Regions from separate parts of the Mus musculus genome. Here region 1 is linked to region 2. The links are chromatin contacts, called in public promoter capture Hi-C maps. All regions are on one chromosome and are shown on one strand. The core of a region is the stretch at or near the end of the contact, and the rest is flanking DNA. Distances in the headings are between cores, read along the strand shown.

What was found. Promoter capture Hi-C pulls out the DNA fragments that hold promoters and counts their contacts.
Region 1: a promoter capture Hi-C map of hippocampal neurons shows a contact between it and region 2, with 6 times the contacts expected there. The contact joins the promoter of Lrrc6 here to the enhancer-like site in region 2. A contact is called at or near these places in 11 of 39 promoter capture datasets (the 3T3-L1 cell line, cranial neural crest, embryonic stem cells and 6 more), 1 of 484 Hi-C or Micro-C datasets (cranial neural crest) and 2 of 115 datasets of contacts at active chromatin or transcription factors (embryonic basal ganglia and embryonic stem cells).

Annotation. Positions count from the first base shown.
Region 1 is chr15:66,497,205-66,503,256 of GRCm38.p6, forward strand. It overlaps Lrrc6 (leucine rich repeat containing 6 (testis)), which reads right to left and starts at 3,706. Exons shown (of 12, transcript NM_019457.2): 1 at 3,571-3,706. The coding sequence starts at 3,580. It overlaps Gm31006 (a long non-coding RNA gene), which reads left to right and starts at 3,661. Exons shown (of 5, transcript XR_384154.3): 1 at 3,661-3,761; 2 at 4,397-4,436; 3 at 5,207-5,282.
Region 2 is chr15:66,030,386-66,036,752 of GRCm38.p6, forward strand. It overlaps Kcnq3 (potassium voltage-gated channel, subfamily Q, member 3), which reads right to left. Exons shown (of 15, transcript NM_152923.3): 2 at 995-1,085; 3 at 134-260. Among named protein-coding and RNA genes, the nearest start is that of Hhla1, 57 kb to the left of the region's middle. Within about 2 kb of position 3,701, at least 9 of the 459 cell types and tissues checked have an H3K27ac peak or open chromatin away from gene starts, as enhancers often do. A contact at or near this core is called in hippocampal neurons and stem cell-derived epiblast-like cells, where this site is marked.

The sequences.
Region 1 (6,052 bases), core at 2,456-4,955, 470 kb after region 2:
TCTGCCCCAAGAGTTGCCCAGAGTAAATCTCTAGCATGCTAAGCATGAGGAATTTGTTTTTTGGGAAGCCCAACCCAGAAGTACTGATAGCCATAGTGGCCCATGAAACCTTATGCTAGGCTAAGATAGATGTGGGTTTGAATTGAAGTCTTCTGCCAGAATGGCAACATGGATGCTGGTAGTGGCATTCAGTGGGACACAGGTGGTGTTCCACAGATGGTGTTCCACAGATGCTGTGCATTTGTGCATTTGTGAAGCTCTGCCCGGTGTGAAGCAGTGGGGGACCATCAATGGAAAGGAATGCAATAGTGAGTGTGACCTGTCAGGCATGTCATTTAAATGACAGGTCCATATAGGAGCTCTGACTAAGCACAGCTACCAGGGAAAGTGTAAGAGACCCTAGTGGACTATTAAAAGCTAAATGTGGAGACCAAGGGGAAGGAATTGCAAGTATATTAAAGAGGTTTTTATCTTGAAACAATAGGTCAGGGAAAGCTAAGTGCCAGGACAAGGCTAAAACATAAGAGCAACAGAGTCTAGATTCCAGGATGGGGTCCTGGAGAGGATTCACATTGCCAAACTGCACCAACTAAACTCTAGACTATAGATACATCATAATACATTATAATATCATATATCATGTTACATATAACATTATATATAAAACATATGATATTATAATATATGTTATTAATAAAACATCAGAAACAAAAAGAAGCAAATTTGCATTTTGGGCAGAATGGCCTCATTGGAGACACTGCTAAGACATGTCTGGGAGGAAAATTTATAGCATTGAGTGTCCATGGTCAGAAAGATATAGAGCAGAGACATGACATCAGCTTCCACTTTAAGGTTTGTGGAAAGGACAAATCAAATTCAAAACAAAATAAACTAATAAAGATTCTAACAAAAATCAAATGACAAAGAAACCAGGGAAAAATCAGGAAAAAAAATCAAAGCTGATGAGGTAAGAAAGTGAAATTTGTAAACTTTATTCTGACTTGGCAGAAAAATGGATGGAATAAATTGCCAATTTTTGTAATGGGAGATAATACTACTATATAAACATTAAAGGACATATATAAACATATATATGTATGTATATATCTAATATGCAAATATTAAAGGATACAGAGAATATTGTAAATATTATGCACCTCCCCTAAAAATTAATAAAGATATGTTAAATTGTTTAATAAGATGAAAACTACCAAGCTCATTAAAAACACAAGGGTAGATTAAGGAGCTGTCAGTCACCTCAAGTAGCTAGATACGGAGTAACAAGCCTTCTAGCAAAGAGAATTTAGGCACACATGTTTCCACAGATAAACCATACCAACCATGTAAGGAAAAATAGACTTACCACAAACTCTTCTAGAAAACTGAAGACATGTTAGCAAGCAGAAAGCTATTCAAGGTAGAGCAGGGGTGTCCAAATTTTTTTTTTTTTCTGTGACTAAACACCATGACCAAAACTAACCTGAAGAAGAAAGGGTTTATTTCATCTTATAACTCCCAGATCATGATCTGTCACTGGGAGAAGTCAGAACAGGAGCTTGATTTGACGAAGGAACCATGGAGGAATGATGCTCACAGTCTCGCTCTCCATGGCCTGCCTGCCTGCTCAGTTTACTTTCTTGTACAACTCAAGACTCCCTGACTGTGTATGGTATCAGTGGGCTAGGCCTTCCCACATCAAACATTAAACAAGAAAATACCCTCACAGACTTGCCTGTAGAACAATCTGATAAACACAGTTCCTCAACTGAGACTGTCTTCTCAGATGACTCTAATTTGCAGTAAGTTGACAAAAATTAATCATCACAGAGAGGAGAGTATGTCTAAGAAGGACCCTAAAATCTCTCCATTCTGTCTTAGTTCCTGGGATCAGATATTGGCCAAGGTGGTTCTCAGCTCTGTGTTACCTCCCATAAAAATGGATCCATTGGTCATGGTTCCCTGACCCTGACTTGGAACATTGGAGAAAGAGAGAGAGAGAGAGAGAGAGAGAGAGAGAGAGAGAGAGAGAGAGAGAGAGAGAAATGCATGGAAAACATCTGAATCTGGCATGAAATGTGTGAGCACTTGTGACAGTGTCATTCATCTTGTTCTCTGGACTTCATTTCAGGCCACTCTCTTCCGCCAGTCCTACATGGCTAATTAGGTACCTGGTGAAAACTCTCTAGCTTCTCAACAGGACATTTGTAAAGGTGACCTCTTGCAGATTTCCAAGGCAAGAAGAAACCCCACCATCTTACTCTCCTTCATTATTTATGTTTACCATCTTACATTCATTCAGTAAACTCTCCACAGCCCCTTCCTTCCTCCCTCTCTCCCTCCCTCCCATCCTCTTTCCTCCTCCTCTTTTTCTGAGACTCCCAAGTGCTCTACTGCTGAACTGTGCCCCAGCCCCAATCACAGTCTCTTGACTAAAAAATATTAATTATGGAGGATGAGATGACTCAGCTGGTAAAGAATGAAGGCATGAGTCTAGATTACTAGCATCCATGGAGGAGGGTATGTCTGTAATCCTAGCACTAGAGAGGCAGAGACAGTCAGGCCCCTCTAACTCATTGATCAGCCAGTTTAGTGAATTTACTGAATAGAAGCTCTATTTTAAATGAGAGATCCTGATTTAAAGAAAATACAGTGGGAAGCAATTGAGATGTTAGATGCCAAACTCCAGATTCCATATGCACACAAATGTGAATCTGCACACATGTATGCATGCACACACACACACACACACACTTATACACATATGGTGATACTTTGACAATGATAACTGTATGCAAATGCCATTTGTTAGCATCAAAAATTCCTTGATAATAGAAATGATTCAACCTAATCTAAAAACACTTACTCCTCACATCGCTTTGAGGACAGTTATAATAGCTTTAGATAAACACTTTTACCTATTTACTAAGACTGTAGAATAAAACCTTGCTGTGGAAATGAGGACGCTGAGGTTCAAAGATGGGGTTCCAGAGCAAAGTTATAGAACTCTTAGGATGGCCATAGAGAAGGGTGTGTACCAAACCATGACTCTGAAAATTGGTGCCCTCTTCCATTAGACTGCACTATCTTATTCAGCGAGATGGTGGCACACAGAATGTGTCACACAGGACTTCACAGCCTAACCAATCATGTGTTAAGGCTGAGCCATCCCGTCTTCCCGAAGTCCCTTTCTCCCTAGAGCCCACTTCATAGACTGGGTAGCTGCTGGCCAGTGACAAGTAGAGAACATGGCAGGCACTTGAGAGGACATAAGGAATCTGAGGGGACCTCAAGAGACCTGATAAGACTTAAGGGACTTGAAGGGACCCAAGAACTCCTGAAAGGATTTAGGAGGACCTATAGGATAATGAAATATCGTGGTGGGACTTCAGGGGGTCTTACGCAGACCCAGAAGGACCTAAGGGATCTTGAGGGAATCTGAGGAGTACTGGGCAGAAGACAGAGAGCCTGGTGCAGCTGAGGCACCTGGGGGCTGGCCCTGCGGTGGGAGGAGGGGAACTGGCTGGCCGTGGGGAGCGGGTGCTGAGCCCACCGAGGGTGAGGGTCGCTTACTTCGGCCCATGGTGCTTTTCTGGATCTCTGGTCAGGGAAACAGGGAGACCGGCAGGCAGGATTTCCCTCAGCCCTAGCAGCTGCGCCTCTCAGAGTGTGGGACGCAATCCGGGAGTCATGGCAACAGGGATTCTATGGCAGCCGCAGGAGGTCAGGTGGCGCTGGGTTTCCTGACTTCCGGAAGAGAAGCAGTAAGAATAGCAGTGGCAAGCTCCACTGTCCCTGACCTAATCCTGTTCCCTGTCCCCACCTGTGGCTTTCTTTGGAGCAGTCCTGCCCAGATCAAAGAGTCACAGGGAGCCTTTACTTCCTAATGGGATCTTTCCCTGGGCGTGTTTTCTGCCTGTTTTCTCCGTACTCTCAATTCTATTTGACTTGTGAAAAGTCACGAAGATTTGATTTGGCTCCCACTCTATTTATTAGAGTTGTGACCTTAAACGTCTTTAGCATTTGTCCCTGAGTCTAAGACAAATAATAAGCTGAACTCAAACAAACAAACAAAAAAAAACTTTGTGGAGCTTAAATAATATGTCTGAACTGAAAGACTGTTTTAATTTTGTTTTTCTTTTTAAATTATTGTTTAAGAACTTAGGACTTAAAAAAAATATGTTCATTATAGATTAGTTGTTACCATTCAATTACAACCTTTTAAATCATAGCTCTACGTTCACTCACTCCCTACAATTATATATATATATACACATTCATACATATTATACAATTATATTTTTATGACCTGTCCCACTTCGCCTACACACCACCCCTTTAATTCTAAGGCACAGAAGTGTCCTTCTAAGCTCACAATGCATGTCTGGTATTTTCCTAGTCCCATTTCTCAAGTGTCTGAAGACTCTAAGAAAAGTTGGGTAAGATTAATCATTCCTCCTCAAATGTTCAGATAATATTTAATGTGGCACAACTTAGTAAGCGAATGTAGGTATGCCATAGTTGCAAACGTAAATATAACTCTCCATTTGCTTTTTAAAAATGCAATTTGTAAAAGGTTTTTATTTTTTAAATCCTCTAGTCACAGTAAACCAGTACAGTGCATTGCGCTTAATTTGTGCAGTCTGTATGCATTTTAAAAGATTTATTTAAAAAAAAAGATTTACTGAGCATTGCTAAGTGCAAAGAAATTTATGATTTCAAGAGGTGTCTGTTCAGCGTTGGCTGTTGGCCATCATAGGCTGGGTCAGGTGTAGATGAGGGTGTGGATGTGACAGAGACAAGAAACTCAACAGGCATGGCATGGAGGAGGGCAGATGATGGTCATCAGTATGGCCTAGATGGAATTGCACAGAGGAGTTTTGAACAGTAATCCTGAAAGAGTAGATAAGAAATAGTGTGCCTCACTGGCCAAGCCTGAAGTACTGAATCGGAATGATAGAATTTTAGGCACCATGTCCCCTTAGTGGGAGAAGTACTTTGGAATTCCAGGAGGTAACCAATAGCACTCAGAATAAATTTAAGTGACATCTACTATCTCTACAAATATGCCCAGTTCTTCATTTCCTGGGGTTTTTGTTGTTGTTGTTTGGTTTGGTTTTGGGTGTTTTTTATGCAGAACAATGTAGAACAGCTGTCTTTAGACATATGATTCAAACCTATATGCTTATCTCTGCTTGGCACCGGTCAGATGACTCCGTCTCTGAGAGTTACACCTTCCCCATTTCCACCTGACGACAGCACTGGCAATATCTCTGGCTGTGCCTGTGAGTACTGAAGTCAGATTACTCTTGGACATCAAGTGCCAAGAGAGCTTGAAATATTACCTCTGCTTGAACTTAGGAGTTTTGACAGCAGGGGCTTATAGAAGCTAAAAAGATCCAGATTCTCAGAAGAAGCTGGTACCCACGTATTCCAGGTAGAATGGTAAGTTTCTAAGATAACGAAAGCCTGAGATCAGGCTCAGGATAAAGGATTTCAGGACTCAAGAGCAACAGTTCTCAACCTTCCTAATGCTGCCACACTAATACTGTTCCTTATGTGGTGGTAACCCCCAACAATAAACTTATTTTGCTGCTACTTAATAACTGCCATTTTGCTGCTGTTATGAATCAAAATGTAAATATCCTATATGCGGGGTATCTGCTATGCCACCTCTGTAGGGATCGAGAGCCACAGTTTGTGAACCGCTACTCTAGAAGTTTCTCCAGAGCTTCTGTAATTTATGTGTGTGATATGTTAGCTCTGAGCTTCTATTCTCACCCTTACTTACACCCACTGGCAATGATCTTTCCACCTTACTCTGAAACGCTCTACTTGTCACAGAGGCTGATATATTTTGATTCTCTTGGGAGCTTATGTCTGAGCTTAATCTCCAATACAAACATTATTAAGAGGTGTGTCCTTTAGAAGATGGCTGCACAATGAAGGTAGACAAGGTGCAGTGTTACAATTTGACAGAGGCAGTTACCCCCCCCCCCCATTCCTTCCATCCATTCTACTGCCCAAGAACTCATGATGCCCCTTGCAAGAGGAC
Region 2 (6,367 bases), core at 2,451-4,950:
CTCCTTGGGTACTTTCTCTAGCTCCTCCATTTCAACACCAGATATTTTGGCACTCTTCACCCATAAAACCTTCCTAGAGAAATACTATAGGAGAGGAGTGAGGTCACCACTGGACCCAATTCTCAGGGCTTACCCAACATGCACAGGGGCTTCCTGGCAAACTTTAGCCGTCCACGCCAGCCTTTGTATCGACAGCAACATCCTGCAGCCCAGATCCTCAAAGCAAACTCAGCTCCAAAGATGAAAATAGCAAAGGTTTCCTGTGTGAAACAGGGGATGGCACGAGGTTACCTAGTATCCAGTGTCAGGACTACTGAGCTCAGAGGAAATGGGTATCTGCTGCTGCTGCACTAGTGGCGAGGATACTGGGGCCAGGGGAAGAAGTGCATGTTGGCCATTGTGACAGCTCCTGTCTTCATCCCGCCATCTTAACCCTCTATGCAAAATGAATCCAGGTCTGAGCTTTTCTGAAGATTCCATTCCAACCAATCATTTTTTTTTTTAGTCCACTGAATCTATTAAAATACCCTATAAGTGAGGTCAAAAACAATCTGCTAACCCCACCCAGAACACTCAGACACTGCTCTCCTAGCTGGACAGTGTTGCTAACCTTAGCTTTTGAGCCAGCCATTGCCTCATGCGTTTTGTAGTATCATCCTCAGTTTATGTTTTGAGAAATCAAAGAAGGGTCAGGGTTTAGAATGGAGTACATCTTTAGGTGAACTTGCAGAGGGCCAGGAAGCTATGTTTTTTTCATTTAATACTGGTGGTTTGGGCTTGGACTACATGCTCCTTATTTCTGTCCAGAACAGTGGATCATCATCAGAAAGGCTATGCCTATGGCAGGCCTGGCAAGACAAAGGGGGCATTGCTTTTTCTTGGACCTTGACTTGGCTAGAGACATTAGGAATCTGAGATCTAGGCAAATAGCTTCCAGGTAAATGCCACCTAGAGCTTCCGTCCTGGAGTACAGTGTCAATGGACCATAGCTTACCAGCAGCAAAAGCCAGTCTCCAGACACAGTCTCATATTCCTTGAAGGTGGTGAGCACGGCCAGAATCAAGCATCCCAGGACAATCAGGAACCTAGAAGGAAGGAAGAAGGGAGGAGGGAGCTTTAGTCCTGGCTGGTGCAGCAGGCAATTACAAAAAGGGGGGGGGGTGGTCAGTGAGACACTGGACAGTGTAGTGTCACATGCTTTATACGTTACTTCATCCATCAGCCACAGCAACCCTGAAGGTGGAAAAAATGATGAACAGCACTGAGAGTGGTTAAGAAAGGAGCAGGGAACGCCAGGTCCAAGAAGTGGGAGTGGGTGGGCTGGGGAGCAGGGCTGGGGGAGGGTATAGGGGACTTTTGGGATAACATTTGAAATGTAAATGAAGAAAATATCTAATAAAAATTGGAAAAAAGAGAGGCTCATGCTGTTGCTCGATCAGTTAGACATTTTAATTTTTTTTTTTTTTGTCTTAGAACACATTTTCTGACTTCCAGCCTTGTCTAGGAATTTAACCACAATCACCAACCTCTTCAGTCTGTTAGGCTTTTTATTTGAAATGAATAGCTTTAACTTTTAAGTGAAACCTACCTACTCTGAGCCCCGATTCCTCTTCTCAGGTGAGAGTGATGACGGTGTTGATGATGTCAACATCAGCACCTCTCCCTACTACACTTGGTCATCACCTGTCTGTCACCTACCACTTCACACATGCCAGTTCATCATCCTTAGAGTGACTCTCAAGGTCAATATGGCCATTCCCCTGCTGTAGCATTTTAAAGACCAGTATTGTGTAAAATGTTAAGTGCTTGGTTCTACAACATACAGCACTAACCTCAGCTCTATGAGATGTGCCTTCAGTTGGCATTGAACATGGAAGTGGATGCCAAGGCTGAGTTGGTATACAAAAAAACACCACGCATCCCAGAGCCCAAATCCTATAGCAGAAGTAGGAGCCTTTCAGACTCTTCCCAATATCTCATCTGATATGCATGTAAACATGGGGATGGCTCCACAAGATGTACATGGTTGTTCCCTGTGAGTCATGCTCTTATATGATTGCTTCCACCAAGTCTAAGCAGACACCAAGACTCACTCCTTCTTTGCTCTCTTCATTATATGTCAAAAGCCTGTGACTGTGCCACACTACATCGAGTTACATCTCGACAGACTGGAGGGAGAGAATCTCTTCCTGGCCTCAACAAGGCCTCATCATAGGACCGAATTAGACCACTGATGCTCAGAAACTGTGAGTTGCATAAAGAAATGGTATCATTAAAGTCCACCAAGACAGTGGCAATTTGTTGCATAGAATGGTAGGAAACTCAGTACATGATGGGAATCGGCCAAGTGCATCTAACTTTCAGAGTTGGATGACCACGTGGTCTGTGTTGCTTGGTCAGTCATACTCCACTCCTGGAGAGCAGAGGCTGTACCAGGTTTGTTTATATCCAGTGACTAACCCAGGGCTCAGAGCTTTAAGTAACCAAGAATTGCTTTAGGAAAATATCAAAGTGACTTCCATAATTCCCTATTGCTGGAATTAAAGACACAGAACACACACACACACACACACACACACACACACACACACTTTGTTACACAGACATGAGTACACTGGATAGTATGTATACAAGTTATATGACTGGTAGATCACCAATGTCAGTTTCTGGTTTCAATGCCTGGCAACACATTCATATATGACACACACATATGATACATACATACACATACACACATATGGCACACACACAGCACATAAACATACAGTGTATTGATTGAACACTTGCTTAGCATGTGTCAAGTTCTGGCTTTAATTCCTAGTACCTCTGGCTTTAATTCCTAGTACCACACGTGAACACATGCACACACAGGCATATACGATAGAGACACATAGTGTACATACATGTGTATGCACAATGTGCATTCATATAACAGCTCCCATGTGTCTGTTGTTTGCTTTCCATGATTTTAGTCATTCATTGCTAGCATACTCTGAGAATATTAAATGCAAACTCCATAAACAAGCCATTGATGGGTATTAAATTACTTTATTATGATTTGTTACTGTCCATGTTCTACTCAGGTTAGTTATTCCTATTAATCTTGTACCGTGCTTAGTCTGTAAATTAAGCTTTATTACAGGCAGGCAACAAATATAGAAACACACAGTATGAATAGTTTGCTTCTACCGACTATTGGACATTTACCGAGCACCCTAGCACACATCAGAAAGGACAATGGAGATATCTGTATCTATATCTGTACTCAGCTCAGCGAGGGCTGTGGTCAGTGATTGCTGTCATGGCTGGCGAAAGAGAAGGGATGAGGAGATAATAAGGGTTTCCTGAAAGATAATCCTCCTGGTGGTCTCAGAAGGACTGAACAGAGTGACAGGAAGAGCAAGAGGAGCACATTGAGGCTCTTGTTGCTAGGATATGACAAAACAAATGTCGGGTGTGTGGTGGCCTCAGGCCCAAGAATATGAGAAGCTTCGAGAGAATGTGCTGAATTTGAAGTCCAAGTGAAACTCTACATAGTGTCAATCAAAACCCAAGATTAAACTTTACAAGAAAGGTTGATATCCTATGGACCTAGTCTAACACTGTGGGAGAGGAGGTGGAGAAATCACCTTTATCCCACCATGCAGTTTCAAGCTAGTTCTGATCAGCCTGCAGCATGCAGCACCCAGACTTAACCAGCAGGGGGCAGCCAACAACCACACAAGTAGCTATGCACAGGAGTCATTGGGATCTACTTTCTAAGACTGGAGAAAGATCGGTAATTTATGAAACTCAAATCATCTAGGAAGGCCTTCTAACCTCAAGAAGAGAAGACATTTTTCAGCTTCTTGCAAAGTTCAAACTGTCCTTAAAATAGCTCGAGTTCAGCAGTCAGCCTCTGTCAGCCTTGCTGACAGAAGCCGGATGTGTCTGGCCCGCACAGCACCTGCCCTTCAGGTTCCTTTGTCTGGTGCTCTGTAGATGCCTGACTTTAACATTTTTTTTCTCCTCCCCTGTACCATTTGCAACTCTGAGCTCCCTCTCTACAGTCCTTTCTGCTTCTTTCCCTTACCCCTCACTACCTGGCTCATCCCTGTGTCTCTTCTTCTACCCCATCCCTACCTTCCTAGGCTCTGTGCACTCACATCCTCTCCCTCCCTCTGTGGTCTTCAGGCCTAGAATAGGAGGTTTGGGAAGAGATCCCTGAGGGGATCCAGCAGGGCCCTTCTGTCCACATTTCCAGGCTGTGTTTGAGAGCAATGCTGGTCGGTGTCAATGCCGTCCTCATGCCCTTCCCCCAGACACAGTCACCTCCATGCTTCTCCTGAAGAACTCTTTCCTTATCTGCTACCATCTTTCAGCCAAGCAGGAGCTAAAGAAGTCAGGGGAGAAACGCATAAGGGCACTTTGAACTGCACACTATTCGGAACTGTGTGGCTTAGGCAATCAGTCCCAGGTTCAGTGCGTCCTGCCCAGGTCCGCTCAGTACCAGACCTCCACCAGGCAGCACCCAGGGAGACACAGGCAGCTCTTCCATCAAGAAGGTAAAGGAGGACCTGCCATGACACTGAGATAAGGAGGTGGAAAATGCACACACATATGCTGCCATTTCTATTTGGTCTTTTCTTTCTTTTCTCCTGAGAACATCAGTGGAGCCATGGGAAGCGTCACTACTTTATATACATACTTATATACGTAAGACCAGAGCTTCCAAGACCAGGTGACAGCAACACCAAGGGAACAAGAGATTCTACTTGGCTGAGAGCCAGTAAGAGACCTTGATGGAGAATTTGCAGGGAATCCACCAAGTAGGTGAAGGTACCAGGCCACCCCATTTAACTGGGAGGATAGTTCCCTTTCTGTTCCTCTGGACTCCCATATTTGAGAAGTCTTCAATTAGGGACCCTGCTGGGACTTTCAGTAACTCTGGGGCAACTTTCCACTAAATGTCCCTCAAGGCTAGGGAGGCAGGCAGCAGCTGGATCCACTTGATTATCATTAGAGTTCCTTCATTGAAAGCGATGAAAGTTCTCTCATCCTAGGCAGGTGTAGGCAGAATGAACAAATAGAGCGGGTGTGCCTGGCTCCTTCACACCTGACTTGCCTCAAGGCACTGCCATGGTTCCTGGCTCTTGAGCACATGAAATAAACCTGACAAAGAGTTGCTAATAAAGTCTACATATGTAAAGAACTCAAATGATTCAACAATAACAAAATCAAATAACTAAATTACACTGGTCTAAAAATCTGGATATATGAAATATCTATGTATGTACATATACATATAATATAGATATAAATTTTATATATATATATATATTCCCAACTGGTCAAGGCCTCAAAATAATATCTGATTATTTTTTAAACTCTAGTATGGACTGGTCGAGATTGCCTGGAATGCAGGATTCCAACTGCTGCCAACTTATCTGAAGGAAATGCTATTATCGACTGGTAATGTTTGTTAGATAAGAAACAGGACTAAGAATGTGCCATCCCCTAGAGACACAGACATGAGTACATAAACAATACTCTTATTTCCCTAGTGTTTCCTTCTCCTGACTCTGTTCATAATATATTCCCCACACAAGTTCTAGCAACCACAACATTCGAGGAACCCCAAGAAGCCTGCTTTTGTCCCTTTAGAGGCCCAAGTAAGCATGTGAGCACAACATGACACTGGCGGCAGAGTGATGGTGACACCCTGGCCTTCTGCTCTCAGCCTAGTCTGTCTCCCACAATGCCATTTGTGTGTGTGTGTGTGTGTGTGTGTGTGTGTGTGTGTTCAATAAAGTGGAGAGAGCTTTGACAGGATGTGTGCTCTTTCTTAACATGGTTAGACTAATGTGTTGCCTTTCATTAAATCCCAACGACATCAGGGAAACAGGTGAACTATTACACACCAGGAAATTTTAAATGTGATAGGTGTTTACTTTGCCTTTTTTGAGATCTGACCTATGTTCTCCCTTTTCCTTCTGGAACTCATTTTCTCTGCTCAAATGTATCACATGCTTATTTATCTGCGAGGTTCAAATAGTTCAAAACAATCTCATCTGATGTCAGAATCTAACAGTACATATGAAAAAGTACAAAGAGTAATTTTAAAATGATTCAAAGTGATTGCTTCTTTTTATCCTGTGTTAAGAGTTGCAGGACTGCAACTACAACAAGCTAAGAACACCCTGTGAACAGAGGCCACCTCTCAGGGTGAGCCAAACAGTACATACACAAGCTAAGCAGAGCAGTGCTCACATGTCATGATAAAGCACAGCTAGAGACGTATCATCTCTGGACTAGACACAGGGAGATTAGAAGAAAAGAGCCCAGGGGAAAGTACCCTCATTACTGCCTTTCCTGTCTCCACTCTACC